Linked DNA regions of Mus musculus: regions 1 and 2 are each linked to region 3. Evidence: chromatin contacts called from public promoter capture Hi-C data. All regions are on one chromosome and are shown on one strand. Each heading gives the region's core, a stretch centred on a gene start, on an enhancer-like site or on the middle of the called end of the contact. The rest is flanking DNA. Distances are from core to core; before and after follow the strand shown.

What was found. Promoter capture Hi-C pulls out the DNA fragments that hold promoters and counts their contacts.
Region 1: a contact with region 3 is called in a promoter capture Hi-C map of liver, with 2.3 times the contacts expected there. The contact joins the promoter of Brf2 here to the promoter of Htra4 in region 3. A contact is called at or near these places in 1 of 39 promoter capture datasets (liver) and 1 of 9 other capture datasets (liver).
Region 2: a promoter capture Hi-C map of liver shows a contact between it and region 3, with 2.9 times the contacts expected there. The contact joins the promoter of Ckap2 here to the promoter of Htra4 in region 3. A contact is called at or near these places in 3 of 39 promoter capture datasets (embryonic stem cells, liver and pre-B cells).

Annotation. Positions count from the first base shown.
Region 1 is chr8:27,127,040-27,129,932 of GRCm38.p6, forward strand. Brf2 (BRF2, RNA polymerase III transcription initiation factor 50kDa subunit) reads right to left here and starts at 1,593. Exons shown (of 4, transcript NM_025686.2): 1 at 1,382-1,593; 2 at 421-480. The coding sequence starts at 1,535.
Region 2 is chr8:22,184,545-22,187,435 of GRCm38.p6, forward strand. It overlaps Ckap2 (cytoskeleton associated protein 2), which reads right to left and starts at 1,275. Exons shown (of 9, transcript NM_001004140.2): 1 at 1,140-1,275. The coding sequence starts at 1,248. Gm29878 (a long non-coding RNA gene) reads left to right here and starts at 1,484. Exons shown (of 2, transcript XR_378798.3): 1 at 1,484-1,535; 2 at 2,541-2,608.
Region 3 is chr8:25,037,423-25,040,515 of GRCm38.p6, forward strand. Htra4 (HtrA serine peptidase 4) reads right to left here and starts at 1,540. Exons shown (of 9, transcript NM_001081187.3): 1 at 969-1,540; 2 at 517-616. The coding sequence starts at 1,452. It overlaps Plekha2 (pleckstrin homology domain-containing, family A (phosphoinositide binding specific) member 2), which reads right to left. Exons shown (of 12, transcript NM_031257.3): 12 at 1,722-3,093.

The DNA.
Region 1 (2,893 bases), core at 343-2,842, 2.1 Mb after region 3:
TCCGGAATGGGTGGGTAGGGGAGTTGAGGGGAGGGTATGGGGGACTTTTGGGATAGCATTAGAAATGTAATTGAGGAAAATACGTAATAAAAAAATATATTTAAAAAAGAAAAGAAAAGAAAAAAAAAGGTTGATGCTCTGGGCTGGAGAGATGGCTCAGCAGTTAAAAGGCACTATTGCTCTTGTAGACGACCTGGGGTTTGCTTCCCAGCATCCACAGGGCTGCTCACGACCATCTATAACTGCAATTCCAGATGATCCAACCCCCTCTTCTAACTCCATGGGCACCAGGCATGCACATGCTGCACACACACACATACATGCAGTAAGAACACCCATACACATAATATCAAAACATTAAACAGTGACATAAATAAAAGCAAAGCTGAAATTTAAGGGGGAAAAAAGTTTGATTCTCACCTCGTTGCTGGCAGCGACTAACTTGTTCGTTTTCCCCAGTGCTTCGAGAATATGTCACTTCTGTAAAATAGCAAACAACAAATTACCCAGCTGGCCTTCGTTCACCTCCTCCTTGCCCTCTGACTGCATAAGGCCAGGGAGATTTCAAATGACTGTGTATCTACTTCTACCTCAGAGAAGATACCCATCTATGTAAAAGTAATAGGACAGAACTGTATTTTTAAAAGCTGCACTGGCAATTCTGATTTTCCAATAATTTCTCTGATACATTCACTTTTGAGGGCTGCATTAGCCAAGGGCTAGAGCAGTGGTTCTCAACCTTCCTAATGCTGCCACCCTTTAATACAGTTCCTCACGTTGTGGTGACCCCCAACCTTAACATTATTTTCGTTGCTACTTCATAACTGTAATTTTGTAATGGTTACACGAAGATTGCATTAGCTACAGAAAAAAAAGAGAATTATGAATTGCATTATGAATCATAATGTAAACCGCCTATATGCAGGATGGTCTTAGGGGACTCCTGTGAAAGATTCTGTGGACACCACGGCGGTCACCACCCACCGGTTGAGAACCGCTGTACTAGAGCAATGGCGTGGAACGCAGAGGAGAGCAAGTTGCCAATTAGTGCTAAAACCTGCTAGGAGATGATGGTTCGTGTTGTTATTTTCAAATAATTTACCGGCACTCCTTCAACACTGACTAGGTCTGACAAGACGAATGAAACCTTTATCGTTTCGTTCATTCACCAACCAATATACCCACCCAATGCCAGACACCGTTGTAGGTACTGGGAAATCAGATGGATCGCACCCTCCTCCAGCTCATCTGTTTACTTAAGCCCAATTCTCTCACATTTAACTGTGCGCATGGCCAAGAAAGGGAGGAGGCTGGAAAGAGGGAGCTGGGTTTAAGGACTCCACCGCCCAAGGCTGGCGATCCCCGGGTTCAAGACCAGTACCCCTGAAGTTGCCCTCGTCGCTAAAGGTGGTAGTTAGGACCCCTTCGGTGACCACGCAGCCGCAGTCGGAGCACACCAGCTGGCTCTGAGAATAATGCGAATCTTCCACGAGCTCGGAGGAGCCGCAATCCGGGCAGCGGCTTCCGTTCGGCATCTCGTCGGTCGGTCCAGGGCTGCGGTACCGCCGTCAGGCACAAACTCCCAGAGAACTTGTAACTGGGCAGCGGCAATAAAGTGGAGGGGCGCTTATTCCGGATGCACCATCCTCCTCCGGCCAGCTGGCCAATCGGCTGGCAGTTTGCTCCTCCCCTCGGCAGTACGCCACTTCCGATCCCTTCTGTGGACTCGGGTAGAAACCTGAGTTAGAAAGGGAGGTTCCTGGATTTAACTGTTTCTCAGGCTCTCTGGGTTTTTGTGGTTAGGCCACGTGGGGAGTTGACACAAACCACAGATGTGGAATTGTTGTCTGCAAAACACTATTTTTTAAAATATATTATCCAATTTATAATTTATTTTTTAGCCTATCATGCTTATGTAGCCCAGGCTGACCTAAAATACTGATCCTCCTGCCTCTGCCTACTACATGCTGGGATTACAGGCTTGTATTACCATGCCTGATTTAACTCCCTTCAAAAAAGTGGAACCAGTTTTTTCCTTTCTATGTAGTAAGGAACGTTAAGTTTGACCGTAGTAGAAAATAGATCACTCTGCAGTGAGAGAGCAGTAAATTGTGTTGTACTCTACGGACCTCCCCACACTAAGTTGCCGTCTCTCTTTCAAAGTCTCTCTTGTTGTTGTTGTTTTCCAACATATTTCTTTAATCCTAGCATTTAGGAGGTAGAGATTGAGCCAAGCCTGGTGTACATAATGAGTTCAGTCCAGTCAGAGCAACTTAATAAGAACATGTCTCTAAATAAATACAATAAGATGAACTAAAATCTTGAGTGGTAGATTTAAATATCTTCAGAGAATAGCATGAAAAACCATAGTTCTCTCCTCAAAGAGGATGTACAAGAGTTTATGCTAGAGCCAAAAAGGAGGACTTGAGCCCAGGAACAGATAGATACAAGTTTCTCCAAATAACACATAGAACTGTTAAGTGGTTACATGAAGATTGCATTAGATTTAGAACAAAGAGAGCCATATATCATACGATAGGGACCACTGGTAATAACATTACAGAATATGGGGAAACCCTTTCCATGGGTTTCAGATGCTATCTTCTGAATTGATGGAGGCTAGGAGTTGGTAAGAATGCATTTTAAATTGTCGGATTTTATTGTTGGTTTGATTTGGGTGTTTTGTTTTGTTTTGTACTTTAAGACAAGAGTCACTGTATATCTCTGGCTGTCTTGGAACTCATTATATATACCAGGATAGTCTTAAACTCACAGAAATCTGCCTCTCTCTACCTTCTGAGTGCTAGGATTAAAGACATTTGCTACTACATCTGGCCTTCAAACACACACATACACACACACACACACACACACACACCTCCTCTCTCCCCTT
Region 2 (2,891 bases), core at 25-2,524, 2.9 Mb before region 3:
GCTAGAGCTACAGAGAAACCCTGTCTCAAAACAACAACAAAAACCAAAGCGACAAGAAAGCACCAGTCTAAAGTGTTTAAAAAGCCAATGAAGTCTCGTATTCAGGGCTGGCTCTTCCTTGGGTGCTAGCCAGAGCGAACAACTTCTACTAAAGAGCTTTAAAGAGTAACCACTAAGGGTGTGGAGTGTCTCCTCCCTGGGAAAAGAGATTATTCCTATAACAACACAATAGGAGATTTCTCAATTTAGACAAATGATCCCATGAATCAGAAATTACATGCAAGGTGCTGTTTTAGGCTTACTATTACTGTGATGAAAACACTCTCACCAAAGGCAACTTGGGGAAGAATGGGTTCATTTACTAATATCTCCATAGTACAGTTAGCTCATCATCAAAAGCAGTTAGGGCAGGAACTTGGTGCCATGAAGAAGTGTAGCTACAAGGCTTGCTCTGCCTGGTTTGTTTGTTTTTGTTTTTAAATAGCACTCAAGACCACTAGCCCAGGGGTGGCACCGCCCACAATGGGCGGGGCCCTCCCTCTCCCATCAATCTCTAATTAAGAAGATGCCCTACAGGCTGGCCTACAGCCTGCCTGATCTTGTGGAAACATCTTCTCAGTTTAGGTTCCCTCCTCTCAGGACTCTAGCTTGTGCTCAATGATAGAATACTTGCCTAGCGTATACAAAGCTCTGAGGTTCATCCTCCCAAATAAATAAATAAATAAATAAATAGCATCAAATGTCCTAATCGAGTGAAAATTGCAGGGAACACATTTCAATATAGGGTTCCAGAAACAACTGTGTAGAGAGATCTGATACCAGTCGCCAAATTCTGACCAACTTACATAAGTTTTCCACATTCTTGCTGCAGACCATTCAACTCCATTTTTCCAAAACGTCCAGGACATCATGCAAACAGTCCCAGCCTCACCTCCACGTTCCAAGCACAGAGATAGGAGAACCCGGGAGCTAGCGAGCGCGCGCGCAGGCGCAGTCGGGGGTCCGGGCAGCCCCGCCCCCGCCCTCAGACCCCGAAGATAAACCGCTGGCCCCGGCAGGAGCCGAGCCACGCGCTACCCTCGGCAGCGGCCTGGGCTCTCAGAGAGAGTTAGCGGCCGAGGCCCCGTGCCATCGCTCACCTCGGAAGGCCGGCTGGTCTCGCCTGGTCGGGGGCAGCTGCAGGTCCCGGGTCACCGGCAAGGGATTCCTCGCAGCCCTGCCAAGGAAGCGTTTCCTGGACTCTGCCATCGCTTAATGAGCGCGCCTCGGCGCCGGCGTGGATTGAACGGACCAATGAGCGCGGAGGGGCGGGGCCCAGGCGAGGGGCGGGGCCGTCCCAGAATCCAGAGACTTGGCAGCCGGCGAGAAATTTCAAAATCGAACAAAGCTCTCCCAACTGGATGGATGACGCCGTTGGAGCGGGCTTGTTGAATCCTCAGGATATAGCAGGACCAGGCTTGACAAGTCAGGACATGTCTTCAGACACAGCCCAGAGGAAGCCAAAGGACCGCAGTGACTGCACCTGTCAAATGCTGGTGCGCTCCTTAGGGATAAGGCTCATTGCTTTCCCTGAGGACAAGTTCCCGAATGATCTTTGGAGCTGCTTAACAGAATTAGGTTGCGATTATACCTCGCAAGCGAGATGATGAGCTCAGATGTTAGGTGTCTCGTGTTTGCACAGCTTGCAAACAAAACCTTTTTTTTTTTTTTTCTTTTTTCGGTTTTTCAAGACAGGGTTTCTCTGTATAGCACTGGCTGCCCTGGGACTCACTCTGTAGACCAGGCTGGCCTCGAACTCAGAAATCCACCTGCCTCTGTCTCCCAAATGCTGGGATTAAAGGCGTGTGCCACCACTTGCCCGACTTTGCAAACAAAATCTTAAGTTGAGATCTACCTTTGTGCTGTTATTTTATTGAAAATCTTGCTACGTAGCACAGGCTGGCCTAGAACTCACTTGCAGTCTTCCTTGACCTCCTGAGTGCTAAGATTACAACTCTATGCCCAGCCCTTTCTGTGCATTTATATATGCATTTGTGAAATGCAAACAAGTGTAGGAGACAGAAGAAAAAGAAAACTGAGGATATAACCCTCTGCTCTTTCAAGGCAGGATATAATTCTGTGAAGTTAAACCTATTGTGTGTTATAAAAAGATAAAGGAAAGAAGGAATATGTTTTGGTGGATGTGTAGTCAGGTATGGGGTGCCCCCGCAGGCCCATGGGTATAGTATAGAATAGAGTTTACTCAGGGAATGGGGAAGGGAGTTAAAAGGGTATTAGAGACAGAGAAAGGCAGAGAGAGTTGAGGAATAGAGGCTGGCTGAGAGCACATGTAGACAAGGGGGAGTAGGGGTGAGAGGACAGAGCAGGAGCAAGAAGACAAGAGAGAGCAAAGGAGGGAAGAGGGCAGAGGTAGCAAGCAGCCCCTCTCATAGTGAGTCAGGCAAGCCTGGCTATTGCCAGGTAACTGTGGGGCGGAGCTTAGACAGAATGCTAACAAAACCAACTCCTGTTGAACAATTTGTCTATGTTTGTCTTTTTAGGCATGCTGCCTTAACCTTTGACGCCCATCATTTAAACATGTCACCAACATAAAACCCAGACATGCTAACAGTGGTGGTTCATTGCTGTACTCCCTCAGAAAAATGACATGTGTGAAACATATTTCTAGGAAAAAAGCTACATCTTCAAACTGATTAACTGATTGGAACCTCAAAGGTTGTGGAGAGCTTGGGATGTTGCAGGACCAGGGCCCAGATACAACCTATCTTGAGCTATCTGTAACCCATTAAATAGCCACCCCTTGCCCCTATCCCAACCCCCACCTCAGACCTTAGGACACCTGACATCATGTTAGACGCCTTGTTTTGTTTGTTTGTTTGTTTGTTTGTTTG
Region 3 (3,093 bases), core at 290-2,789:
TTAGATCAGTGTGGGAACCTGTGTGTCTGTCATCTGCAGCGAACAGGCCAAACCTGGTGCTAACCCTGTGCTCACACTACTGCCACAGCCTCAGAATCTAGCTCTTAGTTCCCACTACCAACTGGCGTTGTGACTCAGAACAAACTAAGTTTGCTCTCCATTTGGGTTTCCTTGCATGCAAGCGAGTGCTAAGGCTAAACAAGCCCACCAAATGCTCACTACTAGCTCCTACAGTCAGCCTTTAGTTTTGCTGTGGGATACCGGGGAGAAAGAAACACCAGTCACCAATACGCACTGCTGTAGCTTCAATTTAGAAGCCAGAATCCTTGCGCTTGGCTCTTTGCTCTTTAGCGAAATAACTCTTAGCAAGTCAGGTCTCCTGCAGGCTTTGCGGAATTCTACTGCCCACCTACACCCCAGCCAACTCTTTGAATCTGTGTTTCCTCACAGCGGTTTTAATGGTCAGAAATCTGGCAACCAGCAGGTGAGGTAGTTGATCCTAGATGGGACCTTTACCTGCGGAACAGCTGCAAGTGGACCACAGACGGCGCCACCTTCTCCACCACTGCGGCGATGAAGTTGTACTTTCTCCGGAGCCGCCCTGCTCTTGTGGTCCCTGTGAATAAACGGTCCACGGTGAGTGCGTCCCTGGATGCAGGTGTCGCATCTCAAAATTCCCCAGCATCTCCCCGTCCCTCTTTCTCTGAAGGTTCTCCAGACCAGGAGATGAAAGGACCCTCCCTGTCCTACCAGAGGGAAGAAAAGGAGAAAGGGAAGCCCAGTGGCAGCCAGTAAAGAGACCAAAATTAACCAGGCAAGAACACCAGGAACAACCACAACAGGTTGAATCCCTAGAGATGGCGAAGGAAGGCCCACTGAATTCGCGAGCGAGCGAAGTTAGAGCACTCACTTCATCTCCCTCTGAAAAGTAAGAGAAGTGTCAGGAGATTCGCCCGCGCCCCGCTCACCTGCTTCCTCGCAGGCACCCTTCTGCACTGGCACAGCCGGGAGCGCGCCCCGCTGGCGAGCGGCTCGGTTCTCCTTGCGGAGCGCACATAGGCTGGGGTAGGTGCGCCCATCGCTGCCGCACACTACCGCATCCTCAGCACCCTCCGCGCAGCCGCAGGTGCCCAGCCACGCGCCCCCCGAGGGATCCCGGGAGAACGGGGCGCCGCAGCGCAGCCTTGGGGCGCACGGCCGGCCCCGCGCCCCGCCACACTCCTGGCCCTCGGCCGCGGCGCACACTCGGCAGCAGCCGCAGCGATCGGGAACCGGCGCCAAGCCGGCCGAGCAGGTAGGCAGAGTCGGGCAGCGCGTGGGATCGCAGGCATCGGGACAGGGCAGCGAGACTCTGGACCTCCTGGCCTCGGCCCACGGAACAGGCACGGCTGGTAGCAGCAACCACAGCAGGAGAAACTGTGTTCGCACAGCCCACAACCGCTGGAAGCTCATCTTGCTCCCTGACCTCGTCGATTCGACTGTTTTTCCTGGCCTGGATGCTGCCTCAGCCAGCCTTCGGACTTTATAAAGGTCAGAGTCTGGCTCACTTCTACACACACACACCCATATATCACCCACCACCCATGCCATCCCAGGACAAGGGCCACCCACCCCAAAGCCATGAAGGGAGGGGTCCACTCAAAAACCAGTCTTGGGGCAAGGGAGAAACGTGACCACCCACCCACGGCCACGAGATCTGACCAGGAAAACACACAACCAGATTTCCTATTTCACATGTTTTTATTACAAAACAAGCAACCAACCAGTTTTTAGAAAATGACGTTTTGCTACATACCAATTAGGAGCTCACACAACGTAAGAAGCTGGAGTTTCCATGCACTAAGCTCAGTGCTTGCAGGAGGTGTTTCACGGCTCAAACACTGGCTCAAACGGGGCATGCCACACCTTCATAAACAGAGGGCCCAGCAGTCACACTGTGTGTTTTTGCCAAATATTCACTTGATTCAACGCCTACCTGGTATAAGTGACTATAATTGACTCAGGCAGGCAATAACACAGAGAGAGAACGAGGGACTGAGGAAAACAGATTTTGGGGGGTGGGGGTGGGGGAGGAGGTTAAACAGGCGACATGGGAAGCCTAATTTCAAAAACACTGCCGTCTGCTACCAGATAGCTGTTTATTTGGTTGACACTGAAAACAAGTATCAAGTCTACCGCTCAATTACCAGTCCACTGCTTACTCAGAGGGTCATATAAGTCCTGTGTAGAAAGGGGAAAACCAAACCAAACCAGTTTGCTTCCAGTAAACTAGGACGATGGACCTTAAATCTTCCCGGAGGGGCAGCCTTCTACTTGGAAGTAGAGCTGTCACTCCGCCACTTTGACCAGAGGTGCCACTTTAGTTTGCGGTCTCCCATATCCTCGGTGTGGTTCGGAGAATGAAAAACACACGCTTCTTTTTTTTTTTTTTCCCCTGATTATCACCTGACCCGAGTAAGCAAGTCCACCAAAGCATTGAAGAGTAATGGATAGGACATACTTCAGCTACAGAGAACAATACCTTCGAAGCTTTATAGAAGGACCCAACCCCAGAGACTGCTTTTATTCCACACAGGAAATGCAGTATCTTTTATAATCCAGAAATCCCTTCGGATTTATCCACAATCTATGCTTAACCACAAACCCACACGCCATCACACCTTGAAAACTAAAGGTTTATGCACCATCTTTGGCTCACATTAAAATACTGTCCTAGGCTGGATATGGTGGCATAGACTTGTAATCCAAGCACTCAGGAGGCTGAGGCAGGAGGATTATCAGTTCAAAGCCAGCCTGGACTCCGTAGCAAGACTCTAGCAAAAAACAAATTTAAAGGGTGTGTGTATGTGTGTAAATACAGACAGAAGGGGAATTCTGAAACAAGAATTGAGACTTTAAATGTTTTGAGGCTTCACAAAGATAATTATATTTTCTGGGCACCGCTATTAACAATGTTCTAACTTGCAAGTCTCATGTATGGGCTGGTTAGGATCACTGAAACTGTACTTTTCCTTTGTTTGCATAATATACACCGCATTGTGTTTAACATGATCTCAGAGTGTGTACCGAAACCTCTCAACTTTCTGTAAGGAC